Regions from separate parts of the Mus musculus genome. Here all the other regions are linked to region 3. A link is a contact called in public HiChIP or PLAC-seq and promoter capture Hi-C data. All regions are on one chromosome and are shown on one strand. The core of a region is the stretch at or near the end of the contact, and the rest is flanking DNA. Distances in the headings are between cores, read along the strand shown. Region 1 has its middle 27 kb from the start of E330035G20Rik. Region 2 holds the start of 5033406O09Rik (RIKEN cDNA 5033406O09 gene). Region 3 holds the start of Kif26a (kinesin family member 26A).

Region 1 (3,375 bases), core at 233-2,732, 230 kb after region 3:
ACTGGAGAGGTGGTACCAGCCTGCCTGTCTGGCCAGTTGAAGCATCAGCATAATAGACCAACTCTGTGCCTAATGAGGAGACAAGAGCTCCCACAGCTGAGGGGAAAGAGCAGAGAGTCCCTGGTGCGGGAAAGCTGCGATTAGCCTAACCAGACAGGGGGACAGGAGGAGGGAGAACTAAGCCTGATGCTTAGCCCTTACCTCATCCACAGATGTTCAGGGCTCAGTATTGTTCCCCTAAAGATGCCCTTAGAATGTGACCTTACTGGGAAATAGGCTCATTGCAGGTGGAGCTATCTCTATTAAATTAAAACCAAGTCTTTGAGAATATGGCACCATCTCCCGTGGGGCAGCATCTCTGTTGGCAGGGAGACTCGGACATGGATGCTGTCCATTTGAAGGTCAGCTCCGTGAAATATTTCTACAGACTGAGGAACATCAAAGATAGATGGCCACCCCCACAGAAATGAGGCTGGGTCTGATGGTCCCTTCAGAAGGAGACACCTGTCTCTTGACCTGGCTCCTCCCTCTCCCAGACAGAATGCACTGCTATTGCTCAAAGCACCCTGACTGCGAGCTTCGCCATGGTGTCCCCAGGATGTAAGCAAGATAAGCATGAAAAGTGGATGGTGGGATTCCAGACAGGGTTGTTTAGACTACACACTAGTCCGCCCCTATCTGATGACACAAGGTTTCAGTGACAGATGGGGACACTGAGGCATCGATACCAGAAGAGATTTCACTCGTAACACTCAAAAATCCATGATGGGGTTGGCCCAGGATCTTCCCCTCCTCTTCCTTCCCCGCCCCCAAGCCCCATCCTTTTCTTCACTTGCCCAGAAGGACTGTTTCCCCACTGTCTGGAAGAAGTGCCGAGTCCGGCAACCCACACCAACAGGGAGACAGCCCAACCCTGCAATGGGCTGCATGGACCCTGCAGGCAGTCGGCATGGACCAGGCAGCCTTGAGGATAGCTGCTGGACAGGTGGACGAGAGAGTCCAGGACTGGGTGGGTGGGCCAGGCAGTAGGGGCTGTATGCAGGAGCAGTGCCCGCAAAGAGGCCTGGCACTCACTTACATCTGCGTGGTCCGACATGTGGTAGTCAGGTAGCAGAATGGCAGTGTCTAGCTGTACTCTCTGTCTACCATGGAGACTCCAGACTCTAGCTAGGAGGCTGGCTACTGTACATGGCCCAGCCCAGCACTTCAGCTCCTGACATACTGAATGCCCAAGGACCTGCCATTCAGGTTTTAATTACAGAAAACGGGGCACATTATCAACAGCTTGCTTCACATGAAAACGAGGAACCATTTGCTGAAGCCCATCCTATGAAGTGAAGCGTAGCCCGGAGCCATCAATACCCTGGGAATCCACTCAGGCCGCAAATGGAGCCTTTCTGCTCTCCACAAAGGCTGATACTCTCGGGGAAGCTTTCTTTATCCCTGTGTGCTTGTCTCCACAAGAAATGGCATTTTAACACAATGTAGAGTGGGCTCCATTGTCCCTCGCTTTTCCCTGACAGGCTGGAGCCACGACCCTGGAGCTCTCCACACCCAGCATGCTCTTTCCAGGGGCCGGGCAGGCCTGCTGTGGCTTGGGTATGGTTTATGCCCCAACATCCACATACTGGGAGCATGGTCCCCATGTGGGAAGTGGGAAAAGAATAGAACTTCTAAGTGAAAGTATTTGAGATCAGGGCTCCCTTGGAAGGGACCAGTGCAGTTCTCCTGGGGCCTTTGGAGTTCTTGAGAAAGGGCTGCTTAAAAGCAAGTGTGTTCTGCCCTCCCCTCTCCCTTCCTCCCAACCTCTTCCTGGCTCTCTCCATCTCATCATAAGATGTCTCCCCCTTACACGTACAGCATCAATAAGCCACCACAAGTGCCCATCAGAGTTTGAGATGGTGACAGCCTTATGCCTCTGAACCTTCGGAGCTGGGAGCTAATCTCTCTTCTTCACAAAGTGCCCAGACTTGGGCATTTTGTTACAGTGGCAGAGTATAGACTGATGCGAGGTCCCATGCAAACACAAGAGCTGCTGCATGAGACCCAGGCTGGAAGCTGACCTTTCACCCCCGCAGACCCTTGCATTTCCCAGTGTTCAGCTTCTCCTCAGCCTCGCTAACCACAGGGAAGCCAGGCTGTCACAGGGCCTGGAGCATAGCCAGCCTCCATGAGGCCTCCTGGGAACTACTTACACACCCCACACTTGGTACAGCTTGATGCAAAGTTTGAAAGGTCAGGCAAAATTATGGACATTCTGGGGGTCAGGCATGTCTGGGGTTCCAACATACCACATGCCTTCTAACTCTGTCAAGGAAATATTCTTGGAACCTGTGTTTCCTTCTCCAAGAGCAGGCACAGGACTTGTCTGTCTCTGTCCAGAACACACATAGGGCCAACTCCGCATTCTGGAAGCACTGAGAATGTCTAATGAATGAATTAATGAATAAATGAATGAATGAAGGAATGGATGAACAAATGAATGGACAAATGAATGAATGAATGAATGAACGAATGGATGAACAAATGAATGAGATGGGCAATAGGAGAATGAAAGATGAGTGCCTTCCCTTCCTGTCTCCTGCTGCTCCCCACCCCAGAGGACATAATAGGACAGGAGAAGGTAGGGACCTGGAAAGGACCGGACACTGAGTCTTGGTGAGGGCTGCTCTCACACACCATTGCACGGGTAAGAGAGTTTGATTTATTACTACTCAGGAATCACACACAACCTGTAGGACCAGGGGTGAAACAAATCCCCAAGAAGTCCCCTTCTGCTGAGGTCAGCATGAGGAGAGCCGCAGTCAGAGAGGGGCCAGGAACCCAATCGCTGGCTTGATGCAATTATTTGCCTGACTGCAGTGCGAGCTCTCACCTGATCTAAGACCCTGGCATTGACTTCCTGCCAGGCAATGGGGGTGGGGTTGAGCATCCTCAGGCCTGGGGCAAAGGGCTGCTCATTAATCCTTGCCAGTCTGTACCCACAACAGGGAGCTGATGTAGTTCTCCAGGAGCCTGGTCAGTTCTTGAGAAAGGGCTGTTCTAAATGAGCAAGTCTGAGCTGAGGAAACTGAGGGCCAGCCCTAACTTGTCTCAGGGCTTCTCTAAGAAGAACCAGGTATTCTGACCCAAATCTGGCACAGACCTAGACACTGACCCAAGAAAATCCCCAGGGGTGTGGGAGATACACCGTGTCTCACTTCTCCAGGGTACCTTAGCTCCTTGGGGTAGCTCATCTCCTCAGGACCCCTCATCTCCTCAGGGTACCTCATCTCTTCAGGGTACCTCAGATCCTTAAAGCTCTCACTTCCTCAGGGTACCTCATCTCCTCAAGGTACCTCAGATACTCAGGATTCCTTATCTCCTCAGGACCCC
Region 2 (3,349 bases), core at 17-2,516, 200 kb before region 3:
AACCGAAAAAGAAGCCAGAAGCGTGCATGAGCAACAGGAATTCCAGTCAGTCTGAGCAGCTCTGGACTCCCCACCACAGGAGGCTGGGCCTGCACATTCCTGTAGCCATCTTCATCACTGCTGAGCCCCCTTCCCTCTGCTCTGGGCCGCATGGACCGTCCAGACTGGGCACCATGGCGATTCATGAGGATGGCCAGCCGTCTGTCCATCCCAGACTAAAGGCCCAAAACTGGCCCTGCAAGGCAGACCTGGGTTTTGAGAGCCTGAGCCCTCTGGCTGTGCCTCCTAAGCCCCTCTGTCCCTGTAGGGCCTGCCTTGTGGAAGCACAAAGAATTAGCTTTCGAAGCAGCAGGTCAGGAAAAGCAGGGTCTAACTGATATTCTAATTAGGGCGGCTTGAGCCTCCTCCACCCCATGACAGTGCGAGCTCGGCCTGCTGGGGACAGAGAGCGCAATGACAGCTCTGGTCTCCTCCTGCCTGATTTTGCTGGAGGCATCTTTCCTCCCTTCTGTTCATCAATTGTTTCTTTTTGGCCAGCATGGTGGGGGATGGGGCTCATGGACACTGTGGCTACGGTGGCACCTGTGTTCTCTCCCCAAGCCTAAGCCATATTGCCCTCCTGCTCCAACAGAGACCCAGCTTTCCTTCCTCTGGCCTTGGCCTGCCTACCTGGAAAGGCACTGGGTTGGCTTCCATTCAGGCTGATTCCTCATTAAACAGACACGCCCCTTGAAAGTTCCGTTTTCCTGGTCACTCATTAGGAAACCCAGTTCCTGGCCTACCTTCACGAGAGAATGGGGAGCCGAGCTGTGCAGACTGTGGAGGCCCCACTCTGCAGAAAGAAGGTCTCCCTAGGAGACAGCAACAGATGCCACAGACTGGCCCTGGCCATGCTCATCCCGCTTTCAGGGACCCACGAGTCCCTCCTCCCCCAGCCCTACCTAGATGAGGATACAGGAGAGCCAGGCTCAGTGATGACTCCGGGAGCAGAAGGAAGTCCTGAGTCACCCTGGCCGGGAGCAGGAAGTGGTTATCACCAGAACCAGCACTCCCAAAGCCCAGGAAGCCAGAGTGTGACGTCACAGCGGTGATGTCACCAGCCAGCAGGGATAGGAAGCATCTGCCAGGTCCCCAGCAGCCAGCCCTGTGCTTCTCCGTTCATCCTCTGTCCCTCTGTCCACCATGCGTGCTGCGGTCTACCCTGAGCACCGTGGCTGGCTGGGAATAGCTGAGTGAGGGCCTTGTCTAGTCTAGTAGGACACAGTGTGTGGTTCAGAGCTGGCAGGCGGGGCCTGGGCGGCTAGGGGGCGGGGCCGTGCCTGGGACCGCCCTCAGGAAAGGCCTCACTGAGCAGTTGGTGGTGTCTGCTTTGGGGCTTTGTGGGGTTCTGGGCCAGTTAAAACTTCCCTTCCTGGTGGAGGCAGTTTCACACAGCCTCCGTGTGGATGGACTCTGGCTATTTACAGGGCTGTAGGAAGAGGCTGAGTCACCAGGTAGCCTCCCTGGAGGCCCATGAGACTGGTCACCAAGGTCACAACCCTTGTGAGGCTGGTAGCCTGGAGCCTCTGGACCCTGACCCGAATGGGAGTTCAACTCTGCCCTGATAAGATATCATCTGCAGCCCGCTGGGCTTGGGGACTGTCACTTTATTGGTTTTGAAGTGCCTTGTTATTTTTTTGGTTATAGAGGTGATGTGGCCGAGTGATAAAGTCCTTTAGGCACCAGTGTGTGTGGGCGATGTTGTTGTTGGTGCCACCTCATGATGGGATGACTTGCCCAATCATAATTTACTAAAATCACAGCTCAACTAAGACCCTGGTAGAGAGAAATGCCATGAACCCCAGTCCTTCCCCACCTGAAGACCATCCACGACACACTTCTGGGGAGCCTCGCTCGGTGTGAACTGTAGGGTAGGTCTGGGTAAGAGCTGGACAAGAGAGCTGCTGACCCAGCCGGCCTGCCCTCCCCCCACCCCACCCCCAGCTGCTGTGACCACCCGGCATGCTGCTTATCTTGTTTCCCCAGATGCTTCCTGTGTGGGATGTAGGGGTGGGAGTGAGGGCCAGGCACTCTTCCAGGTCGCTCTGGAGACCTGATGTATCCCAAAGCTGAATGAACCCTGGGGGGAAGACTCCTGATGGCTTGCACGTGGGCCTTGAGGGAGAGACTGAGGGGGCACTCAGTCCCTGCATACCGTCCTTGGATGGGGTCCTCACCCACTGCGAGGCTGTAGGAGGCTGCCCCTGCCAGAAGTAAAGGCTAAGCCCGCTTCCCGTGCTGTCCTTGATATGCCCCAGCCATGGAAGCAGGTCAGGCCTCGGGGCAGCCCTCATACCAAGCTCCACTAAGTGGCACCCCTAGCTACTCCTCTTCAGCCCAGAGGGCATCCTCCTCTTCCTCCTCACTTCTCTGAACACAGAGGAGCATGCAGGCACAGAGCAGGGTGCAATAGCGACATGTCTGAGAACTCCACGGAAAGGTGCCCGCGGACACTGCCAGGCTTTCACCAGGTCCCCCTCCCTCATATCCCCTGGAACTTGTTTGCTCAACTCTGGTTCTCATCTGGGAACCTGGCTTCCCAAGGAACTTTGAGACCAGAGCCACCTCCATTGTATGTGTGATGGGGTTGGGCGGGAAGGGGGGGTGGGAAAGAATGCCTAACTAGTTACAAACCTTCCACATTCACAAAAGCTTACAGTTCATAATGGAATCTTTTCTGGCCCACAGCCCTGCAAAGCCCCAAAGCAGACACCACCAACTGCTCAGTGAGGCCTTTCCTGAGGGCGGTCCCAGGCACGGCCCCGCCCCCTAGCCGCCCAGGCCCCGCCTGCCAGCTCTGAACCACACACTGTGTCCTACTAGACTAGACAAGGCCCTCACTCAGCTATTCCCAGCCAGCCACGGTGCCCAGGGTAAACTACAGCACGCATGGTGGACAGAGGGACAGAGGATGAACGGAGAAGCACAGGGCTGGCTGCTGGGGACCTGGCAGATGCTTCCTATCCCTGCTGGCTGGTGACATCACCGCTGTGACGTCACACTCTGGCTTCCTGGGCTTTGGGAGTGCTGGTTCTGGTGATAACCACTTCCTGCTCCCGGCCAGGGTGACTCAGGACTTCCTTCTGCTCCCGGAGTCATCACTGAGCCTGGCTCTCCTGTATCCTCATCTAGGTGGGGCTGGGGGAGGAGGGACTCATGGGTCCCTGAAAGCGGGATGAGCATGGCCAGGGCCAGTCTGTGGCATCTGTTGCTGTCTCCTAGGGAGACCTTCTTCCTGCAGAGTGGGGCTTCCACAGTCTGCACAGCTCGGATACCCATTCTCTCCTAGACTGCTGGGGCAGCAGGGTAG
Region 3 (3,360 bases), core at 229-2,728:
GGTGTGGCCCATCATGAGCGCAGGCCCTGGGTTCCGGGTGATGCTTCTCGGTGTGCGTGTGAGGAGTATGTGTGCGTGTGTGTAAGTCGATAACAATGTATGAGCCTCCTGGGCCCCGGGTGTTTGTTTCAGTGCGGTAGAGGGGCGGGCGGGGTGACGCTGTTTGTAGTGCTTGCAGGGGTGGACTGAGGAGGGTGGTGCCTGAGGCTACCCGGATCCCATGGTGGGCCGTCGCCTGCCTGTCTTCCCTTCGCAAGGCTGAGAAGGGCCTGGAGGCTTGGGGGTTGCAGAAAGTGGGGAGCCCGTTCCCAGTTTATTCATGACTTCCTGTCGTGTTTACAGACTCTTTTAAGTCGTAGATGACCTGGAAAACCGGATCTTCATCCCACTCTTGGCCAATAGTGCGTAGGAGTGGAGGGCTAAGTAAGCAGGGTCCAGGTGGGGAAAGGAGAGGTCGTTTGACAGACCTTATACCGTGCGAAGGTCTGACTGCTCTGGGGATGTCCGACCAGGGTCTTTCCTTGAATCACCCTGGCTCAGCTGTCCTAAGTCTCAGCCTCAAGCGGAAAGCTCTGCGCTCAGAACGCGTGGTGTCCTGTCTCTGCGCCCTCGAAACCTGTGCTCACTACGGCCGGCAGGTGGCGCTTGTGTCACGGGGAGCCACGCCGCAGATCCCGCCTGGCTCCTATCTGGGGTTTCGGGTTGATCCAGAGCTTGGGCCGGAGTCCCCCGCGACCTCAGAAGGTGGTGACATTTGGGGTCTGACTTGGGCGAGAGCAACAACTGGTCGCTGGGGAAGGAGGGAGACCTCCGGGTCGGAGACAAACAGGCAATTAATTCCGGAGCTAACTCCCCATCTGCCAGGCCGGCAGACAACAGGTCCGGCACACCCCCAGGGCCAAGCCGCAGCGCTTCCTCCCACTTCGCAGGCGGCTCAGTGTGCAATCCATTTTAAGGCACAGGCGCGGCTGCAAGGACACTTCGAGACAGTTCGTAGCCCCTCACTGCACTTCTTGAAACACGACCCTCATCCATGAGAGACAGTTGGCGCCAAAGCATGGCCAGACACACTCAAGTGCTCTGGGTGTTCTGGGGAAGCCGTTGGCCCGGGTCCAGCCCCTTTCATTACCCCCCATCCCCCCACCCCCACCCGCTTTCGTGCTGTGCGATCTTGGGCAAAAGCTTCAGTTTTCCCGCTCGCAAAGTGATGAGAGTGTTGGGTGCCTCCCAGGAGGCGCACTCCATCCTCGCTCAGGAGAGACAGAGGCGCATGCGTGCGCGTAACTTGTGTCTCGGCAGCCCCCACCGCCCCTCCCGCATCAACACTCAACTAACAGGTTGGGGGTCCTAGCAGTAGGCGGGGCCGCAAGGAGGAGCGGGACCCCCGCCCACTTGGCTCTGCTCAGGATGGGGGCGGCGCTCTGGCGTCCCGCCCCCTTCCCTCCCCCTACAAGCTTTGGCCCGCCCCCGCCCAGCCTGTCCCGGAGCAAGCCGGTCGCGTCCACAGCGTGCTCTCCGCCACTCGCCTGCTCTGCCAACTTCAGAGCAGCAGGCCTGGCCATGGGGGTGCCCCTGGGCCGGATCACGTAGCCACTGTACCCCGAGAGCCAACGTATCCCTTCCTGCGACCGTGCCATGGTCGGCCGCGGCGCCTCCTTGTGTGCGGTGCAGCCCGCGGTACGCAAGGCCCTGCTAGGAGCGGGCGGCTGGGCTCGACGGGCACCGGGTTCAGAGCCCAGGACAACGATGATGCTAGCGGGGTGTACAGCGCCCTCTAGGGGTGGGGCGCGGAGCGGGACGGGGCCCCGAGCGTCGGGCTGGGGCTTCTTCTTCAGGGACTCCTGGCGTTGCATCCAGGGCCCTAACTTTTGTGCGAGCGTGGCTTTAGGGGCGTGAGCGACTGGGTCTGGAGTCGGCCGCGTGGAGTCCCGCAGTGGCGCCGCGCGAAGGTTTGGGCTTACTGTCCCATCTCCAACCCCCGCAGGTGGCTGAGTGCGGCCCGGCTCGAGAGACCCCGCCACTTGAGGTATCCCCGCGCAAGAGGCTGCCCGCCGGGCTCGATCAAGACCCATGCAGCAGCCGCCCTGCTCCGGAGGGCGCCGGGGCCAGCGCTGAGCAGAGCCACTCGGCCGGTGGGGGCGGGTGGTGCCGCCACTGCCACACGAAGCTCGTGGAGCTAAAACGACAGGCGTGGAAGTTGGTCAGCGGGCCCGGGACTCCTCTCCGGGTAAGTGACCCCTCTTCAGGCCATATCTCAAACAGGGAAGGGCTGGAACTTGGGAATCTTTGGGGCTGGGGCTTGGAGCGTGGCGAGTTCATCGTGCCCCCACCCCCACCCCGTGCCATAGTCTGCAAGAGTGTGTGTTGGTGCACCTCACCCTAGGAGGCCTGCTGCGTGTCATAGGGGGTTGGGTAAATTTCTTTCCTAGCCACAGATGTCCCACAGCTGGAATCAGTCTGTGTTTGGGAGGGGTAGAAAAGGGGAAGACGGGACCTCACTCCCAGGGCAGGGCTTGTCATGGTGAGGCACTTTGGGCATCTGGACATTGGCATGCCTGTATAGAGAGGGCATAAAAGGTGAGAGAGTGGGCCCCTTTCTGCACCCGGGGGCCGTGCATCATTGTCCCATACCTACTCAGTGTCTGTTATGGGCCTGTGCCCTGCCCTGGCTCTCTGCCTCTGGGGCCCAGGCCTTCCGTGTGGGTAATGACTCTTGAGCCTCGGGGTTTCCCAGGCTGCAGCATGGCAGGCAGGCGCTGGTGGGAGAGGAGTCTACTGGGCTTTCCGGCCAGTCTTGCCAGGCATGTAAAGAACTGGAGTATTGTTCCAGGGAACAATGGTCTCTGGAAGTGTGCAATGCAGGGGTGTGGGGGGTCTCCACAGGAAGCTGCTTCTAACCTTCAGCCTTGGTGAACAGTCCTTGGGAAGCGCCTGTAGTCCCCATCCTGTCCCAGTACCTCTAAGGAGTGCTGTGGTTAGGAGGAGACCCTGGGTTTCCTTTGGGTTGGGTCAGATATGGTGGATGCCAGTCAGGTGTGTCTATGCTGGGCTCCTTTCCAGGTCCCCTGGCTTGTCTGTGGCGGGGATGTTAACAGCCTCTCAGACCAGCTAGATCTGTGGACCCGAATGGGATGGGATGGCTGACCATGGGTGTTGTTTGGCTTTTGCCAATGGCCTTTGCTGAGCCCTGGATCTTAGAAAGCCTTGAGGATCTCAGAGAGGGTCCTTGGGATATTCTCCCGAGGTCCTTCAGGAAGCAAGCTGATCTAGGAGCCGAGCTGCCTCCCCCTCTGACTGTGCTGCCGCCCAGGACCTGGCCGACTGGATGGAGTCCTAGTAAAGGAAAAGCTGCGGTCATAG

What was found. Promoter capture Hi-C pulls out the DNA fragments that hold promoters and counts their contacts. HiChIP or PLAC-seq counts read pairs in DNA pulled down with a chosen protein or histone mark.
Region 1: an H3K4me3 HiChIP or PLAC-seq map of embryonic midbrain shows a contact between it and region 3, with 5 times the contacts expected there. The contact joins the enhancer-like site here to the promoter of Kif26a in region 3. A contact is called at or near these places in 12 of 39 promoter capture datasets (the C10 cell line, the HPC-7 cell line, cranial neural crest and 8 more), 4 of 15 datasets of contacts at CTCF or cohesin (embryonic stem cells, large pre-B cells and stem cell-derived epiblast-like cells), 15 of 484 Hi-C or Micro-C datasets (brown adipocytes, cerebral cortex, differentiating embryonic stem cells and 6 more), 18 of 115 datasets of contacts at active chromatin or transcription factors (SST interneurons, VIP interneurons, craniofacial prominence and 11 more) and 3 of 9 other capture datasets (adipose tissue, embryonic stem cells and pancreatic islet).
Region 2: a contact with region 3 is called in a promoter capture Hi-C map of stem cell-derived epiblast-like cells, with 2.8 times the contacts expected there. The contact joins the promoter of 5033406O09Rik here to the promoter of Kif26a in region 3.

Annotation. Positions count from the first base shown.
Region 1 is chr12:112,377,514-112,380,888 of GRCm38.p6, forward strand. No RefSeq gene overlaps it. Among named protein-coding and RNA genes, the nearest start is that of E330035G20Rik, 27 kb to the right of the region's middle. Within about 2 kb of position 1,483, at least 7 of the 459 cell types and tissues checked have an H3K27ac peak or open chromatin away from gene starts, as enhancers often do.
Region 2 is chr12:111,943,216-111,946,564 of GRCm38.p6, forward strand. 5033406O09Rik (RIKEN cDNA 5033406O09 gene) reads right to left here and starts at 1,267. Exons shown (of 3, transcript NR_029464.2): 1 at 942-1,267; 2 at 670-851. Gm36757 (a long non-coding RNA gene) reads left to right here and starts at 2,743. Exons shown (of 3, transcript XR_003950158.1): 1 at 2,743-3,157.
Region 3 is chr12:112,144,730-112,148,089 of GRCm38.p6, forward strand. It overlaps Kif26a (kinesin family member 26A), which reads left to right and starts at 1,479. Exons shown (of 16, transcript NM_001097621.1): 1 at 1,479-1,677; 2 at 1,985-2,227. The coding sequence starts at 1,636.